Linked DNA regions of Sus scrofa: all the other regions are linked to region 2. Evidence: chromatin contacts called from public Hi-C and HiChIP or PLAC-seq data. All regions are on one chromosome and are shown on one strand. Each heading gives the region's core, a stretch centred on a gene start, on an enhancer-like site or on the middle of the called end of the contact. The rest is flanking DNA. Distances are from core to core; before and after follow the strand shown.

Region 1 (3,966 bases), core at 453-2,952, 130 kb after region 2:
GACAATTCAGGTTGTCACCTTGGGAGCCCTAGGGTCTGACCCTGAGTCACCTGCAGCCCATGATCTGGAGAGTTGGGGGATGGGGCCCTGTGGCCGCTCCACGGGGCAGGCCTCAAAATAGGGAGAGATGCTGAGATTGGAGGCAGAGACTTCAGGATAAGGGAACTGAAACACAGCTTGGGAGAAGAGAGACTCAGAAATGAGGAGACAGAGAACCAGAGAAATTTGGAAAGATTTGTAGAAATGAGGAAAGACGAGAAGAGAGATCTGGAGGCAGAGATGCAAGATGGGGGTCAGAGACACTAGAAAAGAAGTGGGGAGATGTTCCCCTGACATTCAGGCTCCCTGACCAAGTGATGGACACACACAGGCAAGATGCTGAGTGCTGCTCTTAGGTCCAGGGACAAGGACAGCAAGCTATCTGGGTGGTGCCAGGAGACCAAGGCTTAGAACCTGGTGTGTTGGACCAACAGGAGGGGGAGAATTAGGATCCCAGGCCAACAGGGTGATCCACCTCATCACCTCATTCCCATCCCTAGTGAGGTGACAACACTACCTTCTCTGTAGGTGACACCCCAATTTTACGGCACCTCCTACATTTTTTGGGGTGCCACCCGTGCTGGGAACCCCACCCGGCTCTAATTCTGCTTCCCTCACTGAGTCACCTCCAACCCCGCCAGGCCTGTTGGGGGGAGACTTTGTTGACTCAAGCATCCAGGCCCCCAGCTCTTTCGTCTCCCAGGAACCCAGCAGTCTGGGTATCCCAACACCCCTATGCCACTCAGGGATGCAGCCTAGCCTAACCCTAGGAGTCTGGACCACCAGCCCTCTCCTTCCTCGTCCTAGGAATCCCAGCCCCCAGTTCTCCCCTCTGCTAGGATTCAGATGTCTTAGACCACATCCACCTCCTTCAGGAAGCACAAGTTTCTCAGTCCCCAGACTCCTTCCCAATTTGGAGTTGGGTGCAATGTGTTTATGCACATGTGTTCCAGCACGAGTCCCCAAAACACACTGCCCCCCATGTGCCTGGTGGCCCTGAATGGGAGGACAAGGCCCCCTCACTAAGGCCTCACAAAGGGTGAAGGGAGAGGGAGCCCTTTCTTGTCTCCCCCATTTCCCTTCCCTCTAAGCCACTGCTTGACCAGTGGCCAGAGCCTCCACCCACCAGCCCCTCCACCTTTCCATCTTCAGGTCTTTTCTCCGAATCTCTGTCTCCGCCTTTCTTGTTATTTCTCCCAGATCTTTGTGCCTCTCTGTCTTGGCGTCTCTCTCTCCATCTTCCCATCTCTCTCCATCTCTCTGAATCTCTGTCTCTCTCTCTCCTCTGGCCCCTCCTGCCTCTGTCTCCCATTCCTTCCCCATCTCTCTCTCTCCCCCTTTTGGTCTCTGTACAGCTGTGCCCTTGAGCCTCCCCTCTGCCTTCTCTTTCCACCTCTCTGTCTCTCTGCCCACTTCCTTTTCTATCTCTACTCCCAGCTCATCATCCCTGGACCTCCTGCCCCACAACTCCCGAGGTCCTCCGGGAGTAGGGGGAGTGGGGGAGTGGGGGGGTGGGGGATGGGGAGAGAGGGAGGGAAAGTCCCGGTGAGGGGAAGAGTCAGCCAGACAGGCTTGGCTCCCTAGACACCTTTGTCAGAGCCCCGCCCAGGGCCACATGGCCAGCCTGGATATAAGCAACTCCTGGCCCAAGACTGAGAACTCAGTGCCTGCTGTCACCTACACCTCTGTCTCCATCATCACCGTTGCAGTCCCGCAGGTAGGAGCAACCACCCGCAGCCCTCTGCTCAGAGGTTGGTGCTTTCTTCCCACCCAGCTCCACGCACATCTGTCTCCTTATAAATCTGTTTACCTCTCTGGACACCCCTGTCTTTCTCAATGTCCCTGGTGACCCCCTTCTCAACCTGATGGCACTGGGTTGAATTTGGAAGTCCTGGGGCCTAGTTCCCTTCTACTGACTCTCTTGGCTGGGCCATCAACTGTGGGACATTTCTCTTCACCTCACTGAGCTTCAGTGTTCTATCTGTGAAATGGGCTTGCAGAAAAGTCAAAGTACTGGGCAGGTATGAGTGTTACTGGTGGCATCTCTAGCAGTATGTGGCTCTGACGTCTTTTTCCTCCTGTTTCTGACTCTGCCTGTCTCTGTCTCTTGGTCTCTCTCTCTCTCCAGCTCTGCCTCTGGTATGAGGAGGGTCCTCTGGGGTCTGTCGGGCAGCTGCACATTGATGGGCGAATTTCTCGCCCCGACCCCATCCATCCCTGTCCCAGGTCTCTCGTGGCTGGCAAGGTGACTTGGCCTCTTTCTCCCCCAGCATCCTTACCCCCAAGAACCCAGCCCCCAGTGCCCCTGCCCCTTGCTCTGCCCTCCCCCAGTATCCAGCATCCCTTGGACAGACTCTGACGCTGTCATCACCACCACCTCTGCGGTCCCCAACGCCAGCCACCTCCTCAGGGCCAGCAAGATGCAGTTTGAGATGCATGACAACGTGAAAGGCAAAGGTGGGATCACTGGATGGACCTGCAAACCTTCAAGTCCCTGGAATATGGCCGTTTCCCTCCCCTGGGCACCCTGGCTTCGAAGACAGACCGCACCTGTTTGCATCCCAGAAGCTCCGAAATGGAGGAATCCAGCATCCCAGGCCCAGACGTGGAGGAGACAGAAACACGTCTCGGCCCCGCCCACATGTGGCGCAGGCCCTTCCCTGACATGCAGGATGCCCCCCGCCCCAGCCCCCGCTGAACCACGTGTGCAGGAGGCAGCAACAACCGGGACAAGCTGGGCTGACCAGGCCCAGATGTAGCAGGAGGGAAGGGGGAAGCACAGTGGCGTCCCCTCAGTGGGCGGCCTAGTGGCCTCGCCCGACTGCCCGGCAGAGGGAGGGGTGGCTGAGGTGTGAGGGCCCAGGAAGTGCTGCGAGGCTGTCCCGCTGACCCCCGTCCTCCACCTCCGCAGCCATGTCCTACCCAGTGACCAGTCAGCCCCAGTGTGCCAGCGGTTGCTACCAGACCCAGCTCAGTGACTGGCACACCGGTCTCACGGACTGCTGCAATGACATGCCCATCTGTGAGTCCCCGCCGCTCCCTCTCCAAGCCCGGGGCGGGGGCGGGGTGGTGTTGGTGGGAAGGGAGGGAAGGTCACTCCCAACCCTCTCCTCGCCCCTCTATCCCCGGCTTCCAACTTTGGGCGCTGAATTCGCACTCTCTAACCCTCAGGCCATCCTTGGATGCCCGACACTCTCTTGGCCTCACACCTTCCAATTTCCACTCAGATTCTCCACGTCCCCAACTCCCCCTTCATACCCTATTTCCCAGTCTCGCCCCCCCCCGCCCCCAACATCCTCAGACCCCTAACTCCCTCTGGGACCTTCGCTTCGCTTTCTCCAATACTCAGTTCCCTCTGGGACATTCGACCGCGCTCCGCTGACCCCCGCTTCGCCCCTCCCCGAGGCGGAGCCGGCGGGGGGCACCCTGCGGGCCGGGCCCTTACAGTGCTGCGTCCGCCCCAGGTCTGTGCGGCACTTTCGCCCCTCTGTGCCTCGCCTGCCGCATCTCCGACGACTTCGGCGAGTGCTGCTGCGCGCCCTACCTGCCCGGAGGCCTGCACTCCCTGCGCACCGGCATGCGCGAGCGCTATCACATCCAGGTGCGCGCGGAGCCCAGGACCCGCGGGAGGAGAGGGGTGGGACTGGCCCCCGGGATCCAAGGCGGAGCGGCTAACCTTTCTCCCACTCTCCAGGGCTCTGTCGGGCACGACTGGGCGGCCCTCACCTTCTGCTTGCCCTGCGCCCTCTGTCAGATGGCGCGGGAACTGAAGATCCGAGAGTAAAGCTCCTCGATCCCTCTCCTTCCCCATCCGCCCTTCTCCGTCCTCTCTTGGGAGGTCCTGCCCCTCCGCCCTCTCCCGCCACCAGAAACGCACCCACAATTAAAAAAAAAAAAAAAAAAAAACCGTAAAACCAACTCCGCCTA
Region 2 (4,015 bases), core at 1,458-3,957:
TGGAGCTTATTTTGTTCTCATTGGAATAGGCAGTTACTCTGGATACAGATTTGTCTTCCCTGCAAACAAATGCTTTTGCCAAAACTACCATCCGTGGACTCACAGAATGCCTTATCCCTTCCATCATGGTACTCCACACGGCATTGCTCTGATCTAGGAACTCATTTCATCACAAATGAAATGCAGCGATGGGCCATGCTCATGGAATTCACTAATCTTACATCCTGAAACAGCTGACTTGACAGAGGAGTAGAGAGGCCTTTTGGAAACTCAATTTCAGCACCAGCTAGGTGGCAAAACCTTTCAGGGCCGAAGGAAGGTATTCCAGGAGGCTAGATATACTCGGAATCAGGGTCCACTAAACGGTGCTGTTACTCCCATAGCTGGGATTCTCAGGTCCAGGAATCAAGGAGTGGAAAGAGAAGTGATGCCACTCACTTACCCCTAATGATCCCTTAGCAAAATGTATACTTCCTGTTCCCATGACGTTGTGCTCTGCTGGCCTGGAAGGTCTTAGTTCCAAAGGAAGGAATGCTTCCACTGGCAGACACAAAAACGATTCCACTGACACATCAGGGTTCCTAACTCTCAAGCTGTCCAAAATGTTAAGAGCCTGGAGAGCACTGGCCTAAGCGTCAATGTCCTTCCCTCACAGGGATCAGGGGTCAGAAAAAATGACAGAGATTTTGAGGGGGCTGCGATCACAGGGATGGCAGGGACAGGGGCAGGTGGAGGCCATGGATGAGGCTGTCCAGAGAAGCCCAAGGAGAAACCCCAGGAGTGGGGAGGGGAGAAGTAGAGGATCGGAGGCACTGTGGGAGCTCCACTGAGGCCCTGGGTGGGACCGTTTGTGCGAAACCATCTCAGGAACAGGGGCCTCTCCATTCACAGCTGATGTGGACAGAGAGTGTCAACAACCCTGGATAAAAGTGGACTTGGAGGAGTGTCCACTTTTATGGACACTGTGAAGCAGTGCGTTAAGGATCAGACTGTAGGCAGGGGCTCGGGTTGCTGAGGAGGCGTGGGTTTGATTCCTGGCCAACAAACTTCCGTATATCGTGGCTGTGCCCCCACTCCCCCAAAAAGTGGACTTAACACAAGAGTTCAGCCATGAAGACCCGGGCACATATGAGGCCCGGGTCTTTTTTTTTCCCCTTTATCGGCCACCCCGTGACGTACGGACTTACTAGGCCAGGGATCAGATCCGAGCCATAGTTGTGACCTAAGCCACAGCTGAGGCAATGCTGGATCCTTAACCCACTGTGCCGGGCTGGGGATTGAACTTGCATCCCAGCGCTCCCAAGATGCTGCCGATCCTGTTATAACACAGCAGGAGCTCCGAGGCCCAGGTCTTAATGAACAAGAAGGAACCAGCTCCCATCTCACCTGACCCAGGGACACTGAGAGGGTAGCAATGAGTGTCCCAGATTCAGACTTTCTGTTCTGGACACCAGGCCCTGGGAGCGAGAGGGGAAGCTGACTGTCCATCCTTCCCCTATGCTCCCCTGACACAAAGACCTTGCCCTCTGACATTCCTGGTTCCCTGGTCCTCCCTCTTCTCCACACAGATCCACCACCCAGTGCTCCAGCCACAGACACCACTGCCACACAGGGATATACGCAGTGTAACTTACTGGAGACAAACGCAGACTAGTATATACATTCCCGGAAACCTGAGCTTGGTGACATCTCTTTAAGGAAGGGCGTTGGAGTTCTTGCAGCAACAGAGACTGTGACTCACAGAGCTGGAGCGTGACGGAGCATTAACATAATATATGACCCATGTAAAAAGTCTACAGATTGATGTTGAAAAACAGAGCGGCAGGAGACGGTGACTGCTGTACTTCCCGCCTTGTCCACCAGAGGGCGGCAGAGCTACTCCACAGCCTCGCGCCTCCCCAAGGACTGCGAATCTTGAGCTGAATCTCACCCTCATCAGTGTCACCTTATTCCATGGTCTTTCTTGCTCTCCGAGCTCTCCAGCTGGACTCTGTCAGCCCCTCCATCTAGCCAGGCCCACTGCACACCTTTGAGAACTACTATTCCTTCAGGTCCTGAGCGTGGGCTCCTGGAAGCTGTGCCTTGCTGGACTCCAACAGAGATAGAAGGAGGGTCCCTCTCGCCAGGCATCAGTGACCTTGACCCCTTTCCAGCCTCTCAATCCTTTTCCGGATCTTCTGGCAGGAATAGAATGCAAACTTGTCAGAGCATTTGAGAATGCTGGGAAGACCCTGGGTGCCCAGCTGGGTTTCTTTGTCACAAAGGGAAATCATAATCGGGTTTAAGGACCTCTCCACTCTCTGTGTGGTGCTGACAGACCTCAGGGCAGAATACAGCAGATGCCAATGCTGGGGTATTTGGATCAGCCTCTCAGGAGCCCCCATCAGCCTTGCTATAGAAAGTGTGCTCAGGAGGGGAGGAGGAAACTGCGGGAGAGGCTGACTGTGCACTCCAACTGGGGACTAGGGGCAATGCCCAGGACCCTGAGCCCCAGGGCTGTGCTCCCCGCAACCAATGGCAAATTGTGTGTGTGTGTGTTTCCACGGTGAGAAGTCAAGCTGAAAAAGGCAGAAACAGCAGTGGTTCACAGGAAAATGAAATGCAAATAGAAAGGTAAGAGCGAGGAAGGAAGGCAGGCAGGAACAAGAGAGGAGGGAGAGGGAGGGTCCTGGAGAGACCCCGCCCCCACCCACGTGACCCAGGGAACTGCTCCTGCCCCAGGAGGAGGCCCAGCACAGAGGGAGGAAGGACAGCAGAGCTCACACATCAGACAGCAGTGCTTGTGGGCCTTTCTGGAGCAGAAACTCTTCTCTGACAGGGAGGGACACAGCAGGCAGCAGGCACCATGGAGCCCCCCTCAGCCCCTGCCCACAGAGGGCATGTCCCCTGGCACAGGCTCCTGCTGGCAGGTAAGAGGGGACAATTTTCAGGGAGTAATTAGAGATGGGAGAACAGAGACTGGCTGGGGTCTTCTGGGGAGACAGGGCTCTGAGAGGGGACTAGGGGCTTCTGTTTGGACCTGAGGGGAGAGGACAGGGGACCACAATAGGAGGGGAGAGGGGCTCGGCAATAGGAAAATCTCAGTGAACTGCAATTGGTGAGGGGCAGGACACCGCGATTCTGTAGGTCTTACAAGTTATTCTTCACTGAGCAATAACTGTTGAAAACTGATAACGATATTAATCAGTTATTGTCATAGAGAAACAACTCAACCAGGGACACTAAACATTACATTACCCACCAACTTCAGAAAATGGCAAATAAACACCAAGGTGTGGAGGGCGCTGGGGACACTGATTGCTTCATCACCATGTGTTTGCAGCCTGTTCCAGGCACTCAGGGGACAAAAGAATCAGACAAGTTCCTGCCCTCACAGAGCTCACGTTCTATGGGGAGGAAAGACAGACACAGAGAGATTCAGAATGTGCTGTCAGTGCTGACAAGTGTCTTGAGGAAACAGAGCAGGGAAAGGTGGACAGTGAAGATGGGGAAGTTCCCATTGTGGCTCAGTGGAAATGAATCTCACCAGTATCCGTGAGGATGCAGGTTCTATCCCTGGCCTCGCTCAGTGGATTAAGGATCCGGCGTTGCCATGAGCTTTGGTATAGGTCACAGGCACGATTTGGGTCTGGCATTGCTGTGGCTGTGGTGTAGGCCAGTGGTTGTAGTTCTGATTTGACTCCTAGCCCAGGAATAGCCATATGCCGTGGGTATGGCCCTTAAAAAAAATAAAAAAAGACAGCAAAGATGGGGTCCTTAGAGCAGGAGGTTGGGCAGGGTAGGTCCCAAGAGACCCGTTGAGTGTGAGCAGGCGTGTGAGGGCCGTGAGGGAGTGAGCCAGGCACACACCTGGGAAGGCAGAGGAAATAACAAGTTCAGAGAAGATGAAGTAATGGGGGTCATGCTGCTGACCTTCAACCAGTAGGACACACACACACACACACACACACACACACACAGTGCAAAAAAGGCTAAGGGATGAAGAGACCTTCTCAGGACCCAGGGCCACATTTTT
Region 3 (4,077 bases), core at 770-3,269, 170 kb after region 2:
AATAAAATAACCTATAGCCCTACAGCACCAGCACGTAAATGAAATATTATGAAGCTGTAAGACAAAACAAAATTAAAAAACAAAACAAAACAAAAAAAACACAGAGTTCCCATCATGGCTCAGGGGAGGCGAATCTGACTAGCACCCATGAGGCCACAGGTTTGAGCCCTGGCCTTGCTCAGTGGGTTAAGGATCCGGTGTTGCCATGAGCTGTGGTGGAGGTCGCAGACACAACTCAGATCTGACGTGGCTATGGCTGTGGTGTAGGCCAGTGGCTACAGCTCAGATTCGACCCCTGGCCTGGGAATCTCCATATGCCACGGTGTCAGCCCTTAAAAGCAAAAACAAACAAACAAACACAGAGGTCTTTCCAAAGTTCTGCTCCAGGAAGCTTGCCAGGATACATTAAGGAAAAAGCCAAGTGGCAGGATAGTGTAGACAGCATATTACATGAAAGAAAAACAATTAAAGGTCACATTTACTTGTAGGTGAATAGGTAAACTCTGGGATATAAAAGAAATCCAGATAGATCTTCTGGGGAAACTTGGGGTGGACTCAAGTTGGGCGGATGCTGAGGCCAGCTTCCCACCCTGAGGGGTGGGGACTGGGGAAGCTGGAAGAGACTTTTCACTCAACAACTTTTTACATTGTTGTGATTTTTGAACCACGTGCCTATAATACCTATTTTAAAAATCAGTAAGGGGGGAAAAAAAATCAGTAAGGGGAGTTCCCACTGTGGTGCAGTGGAAATGAATCTGACCAGTATTCATGGGGACGTGGGTTCAATCCCTAGCCTCACTCAGTGAGTAACGGATCCGGCATTGTCGCGAGCTGTGGTGTAGGCCAGCAGCTGCAGTTCTGATTTGACCCTAGCCTGGGAACTTCCATATGCCACAGGTGCGGCCCTAAACAGCCAAAGTAAATAAATAAATAAAAATGAGTAAGGAAGCACTGTGAAAAACAGTTGGTGATTCCTCAGTAAGTTAAACACAGGATTACCCTATGACTCTGTTCCTCTATCCCCAAAATAATTGAAAACAGGGTTTCACTTCGATAGATGGCAAGTATCAAATTATCACGCTGCACGCTAAAAACTAATATATGGTTGTTTGTCAATGAGACCTCAAGTGAAACAAAAAGAAAAAAATGGCCAAAAGGGGCAAACAACGCAATGTCATCATCTGATGAATGGATGTGGCTTGGCCACACACTGGAACGTCATTCAGCCATACAAAGGAGTGAAGTTCTGACACATGCCACGTGGATGAGCCTTCGAAACATCATGCTAAGTGAAAGAAGCCACGCATAGAAGGCCACATCTTACATGATTCCACTTACATGGGCTATCCAGAGTTAACTAATCCAGCAAAGTCAGTGGCTGCCAGGGGCCAAGGGAGTGGGGAATGGAGAGGGTTTCCTTTTGGGGTAATAAAACACGTTCTGGAAGTAGACAGTGGTGACGGCTGCACAATGTTGTCAATGTGCTAAATGTCACTAGTGGCAAATTGTATGTTATACATGTTCTACCACAGTTAAAAAAAAAACCTTTGTTAAGTCAATAAGGAAAATCAGACCCTTGAACGTAGACTCATGGGGTAAACACAAGAGCGAAAAGATCCATCGGAAAAATGAACACTCTAGGACCCTTGAATCCTCCACACTGGGCCCCATTCCCTGGCTCCCCACCTTGTCGGGCTGGGAGGCATTGGGTGGCTGTTGGAAGGTGAGCAGGTGCAGGCCAGGCAGGAAGCTCTGGGTGACACAGGCCTCCAGGGAGGTAACGAAGACAGGTGCGGGCCCCCACCAGCCCACGGTGCCTGAGATCTGCTCGCCTCGGCAGCGGGCCTGCTCTGTGAGGACAGGAGGGTGGGAAGACGGGTGTTGGTGTGGGGTGCCGTGCTGCCCCCTCCCACACTGCCACGGGACACTCACCAGGTCGAGGGAGGCAGCTCTCATTGTGTACGCACCAGCCCAGGGCGCCGGGCCCCCGGGGAGGAGCTGCTGTGCTGCTGAATGCCAAGCAGGCCTGGCAGTCACCCAGGAGGCGGCCCAGGCCCAGACAGCTGGCAGCAGGACACTACAGAGGAGGGAAAGACAGGAGTCGCCATCTCCCGGAGCTTAAAGGACCTGAGGAGAGCTGTGGACTCAGGAGTCCTGGGCAGAAAGGCCAGGACACTAGCAAAGGGCACTGAAAGCCAGGTTGGGCTAAGAAAGAGCAAGAGGACAGGGTGGGGTGTCCACGGCCAGGGTTATAAGTTCACAAAGACAGAGGAGAGGGTCAAAGGGTCAAGGGTGAGCAGTCAGAAATCAGGAATGCCCATCTCAGGTGGAAAACAGGTCTCCCACATGCAGGAACATCCTTCTCTACTTGGTTTAAACAAAAGGAGACACTGAGGACCAGGTCTCTGTGCTGGGGGACAGAGTACTAGGACACTCACAGCCCCAGAGGGAGTCCCAGGAGGCAGTGCAGCTTGGCAGGCCCCCTGACACCAGCTGCATTCAGGGTCTCGAGAGCAGACGCTGTGGTCGGTGTACATCGAGCAATAGTCCAAGTGGTACTGTAGACAGATGGCGGGGGCAGAGGGGCTCAGACCTGGGGCCTGCTCCCACGTCCTCACGCACTTTGATTATCCCTGGGAACCCCACGACTCAGCACCTTGAAGACTTCCAAGGTGACCACTTCTCCCCCAACCCCGGAGACCACTGCCCCTCTGCCCTCAGCCCAGCGAGCAGCATTCCTTCTCCCTAGAATTGGGGGGCTGATCTCCCTCCTCCATGGCCCTAGGGACTGCCACTCCTTCCCACAGAGACCCCTCAATCTCCACCCTCAACCCTGGGAATCATGCTACCTCCTCCCCAGCCACCCTCTCCCGGTCCCCCCAGTGCTCACATCTGGAGCAGGCGCCTGGAACACAAAAGGAGGCACCTTGTAGGCCATCAAGTCCCCACGGGGCCGGCCACTGTACCCCCCTGCCACCAACAGGACACTGCCACCAAGCACAGCTGCCACATGTGAGTACCGACCACTGGGAGGCGCTGCTCGGCCTAGGAGAACACAGACCCCCCCAGCAAGGATGTGAGACCCTCCCAGTCTCCCTTCCCACCTTCAGGCTCCCCACCCAGAGGACCACCCCCAACTCTTGCGACACCTCAGTCCAGCTTCCTAGTTCCTGCTTCAGGCCTGGTTGCCCTGGGAGCCCCTCCCGGCCAGCCGGGCCCTGCTCTGGCCTCTCACATCTCAGAGCTCCCTCACCACTGCCCATATCATCTTTAAGACAGAGCAGGAAACCTGGGTTCAAATCCTGGGTCTATCACTTCCTTGGGGTCAAATCATGGATCAACTGCTGACTAGCTGTTGGGCCTTGGGCAAGAGACTTGATGTCTCGGAGTCTTGGTTTCCTTGTCTATAAACAGAACCATCACCTTGCCCTTGGGGACTGTGAGGCTGGCTGCCTGGCTCTCACCTGCTGTCGTCTGACACCAGCCTCCCTTCTGGGGACAGCCTCTGGAAAACCGCCCCTCCCACTCACAGTGCACAAGATCCGAGTCGAGCTGGCCTGCCTCTGACAGCAGTGGGGCTTTAGCCTATCAGAGTCAGTGACCCGTTCAGGGTGGGGCCCCAATTCCCTGGATTCACTCTTCCCTTCGGGTGTTCTGAAGGAGGAGGATAGAAGCCCAGAGCTGCTGATGACCATCTACAAAAGGCAAGCCTGCTAGAGACTGAAGGAAGCCTCGCTGAGCGCTGGAGAGAGACACTGCGGATGCCATCACGTGAGCACCTAGATCCAGGCCAACCTGCAGCCAGTTTTCACTCAAGTGAATCCAGAAACTCTTCTTTTTGCTTAAACTGGTTGGGTGGGGTTTCTGTCGCTTACAACCAAGAGTCCTGACTCATGGGTAAGCGGTCAGCAATTGATGCCTCCCTCACCCTCTTACTGACCTGTATGCTCTGTAATCGCATGCGACTTGGCCCAAGGGATCAAGATCTACAAAGAAGGAAGAGACCTCCAGAAACCTCACATGCTGGTTGCCCAGGGAAGGGGCCTAAAATGCCAGGCCCAGGTTTTATGGCCAACA

Evidence for each region. Hi-C and Micro-C count contacts between places; a contact is called where the count stands out from the background. HiChIP or PLAC-seq counts read pairs in DNA pulled down with a chosen protein or histone mark.
Region 1: a Hi-C map of subcutaneous adipose tissue shows a contact between it and region 2, with 2.0 times the contacts expected there. The contact joins the promoter of CNFN here to the promoter of CEACAM1 in region 2. A contact is called at or near these places in 4 of 47 Hi-C or Micro-C datasets (embryonic fibroblasts, mesenteric adipose tissue, retroperitoneal adipose tissue and 1 more) and 2 of 2 datasets of contacts at active chromatin or transcription factors (alveolar macrophages and skeletal muscle).
Region 3: a contact with region 2 is called in an H3K27ac HiChIP or PLAC-seq map of skeletal muscle, with 5 times the contacts expected there. The contact joins the enhancer-like site here to the promoter of CEACAM1 in region 2. A contact is called at or near these places in 6 of 47 Hi-C or Micro-C datasets (alveolar macrophages, embryonic fibroblasts, epiblast stem cells and 3 more) and 1 of 2 datasets of contacts at active chromatin or transcription factors (skeletal muscle).

What each region holds. Positions count from the first base shown.
Region 1 is chr6:49,568,330-49,572,295 of Sscrofa11.1, forward strand. It overlaps CNFN (cornifelin), which reads left to right and starts at 1,703. Exons shown (of 4, transcript NM_001244689.1): 1 at 1,703-1,790; 2 at 2,951-3,061; 3 at 3,504-3,640; 4 at 3,734-3,957. The coding sequence starts at 2,953. The coding sequence ends at 3,823.
Region 2 is chr6:49,434,601-49,438,615 of Sscrofa11.1, forward strand. CEACAM1 (carcinoembryonic antigen-related cell adhesion molecule 1) reads left to right here and starts at 2,708. Exons shown (of 8, transcript XM_021094420.1): 1 at 2,708-2,909. The coding sequence starts at 2,846. All of the region lies in intron 2 of ATP5SL (ATP synthase subunit s-like protein), which reads right to left.
Region 3 is chr6:49,603,387-49,607,463 of Sscrofa11.1, forward strand. MEGF8 (multiple epidermal growth factor-like domains protein 8) reads right to left here. Exons shown (of 41, transcript XM_005655875.3): 9 at 2,891-3,045; 10 at 2,439-2,558; 11 at 1,933-2,077; 12 at 1,687-1,850. Among named protein-coding and RNA genes, the nearest start is that of MEGF8, 14 kb to the right of the region's middle. Within about 2 kb of position 2,020, at least 12 of the 83 cell types and tissues checked have an H3K27ac peak or open chromatin away from gene starts, as enhancers often do. A contact at or near this core is called in skeletal muscle, where this site is marked.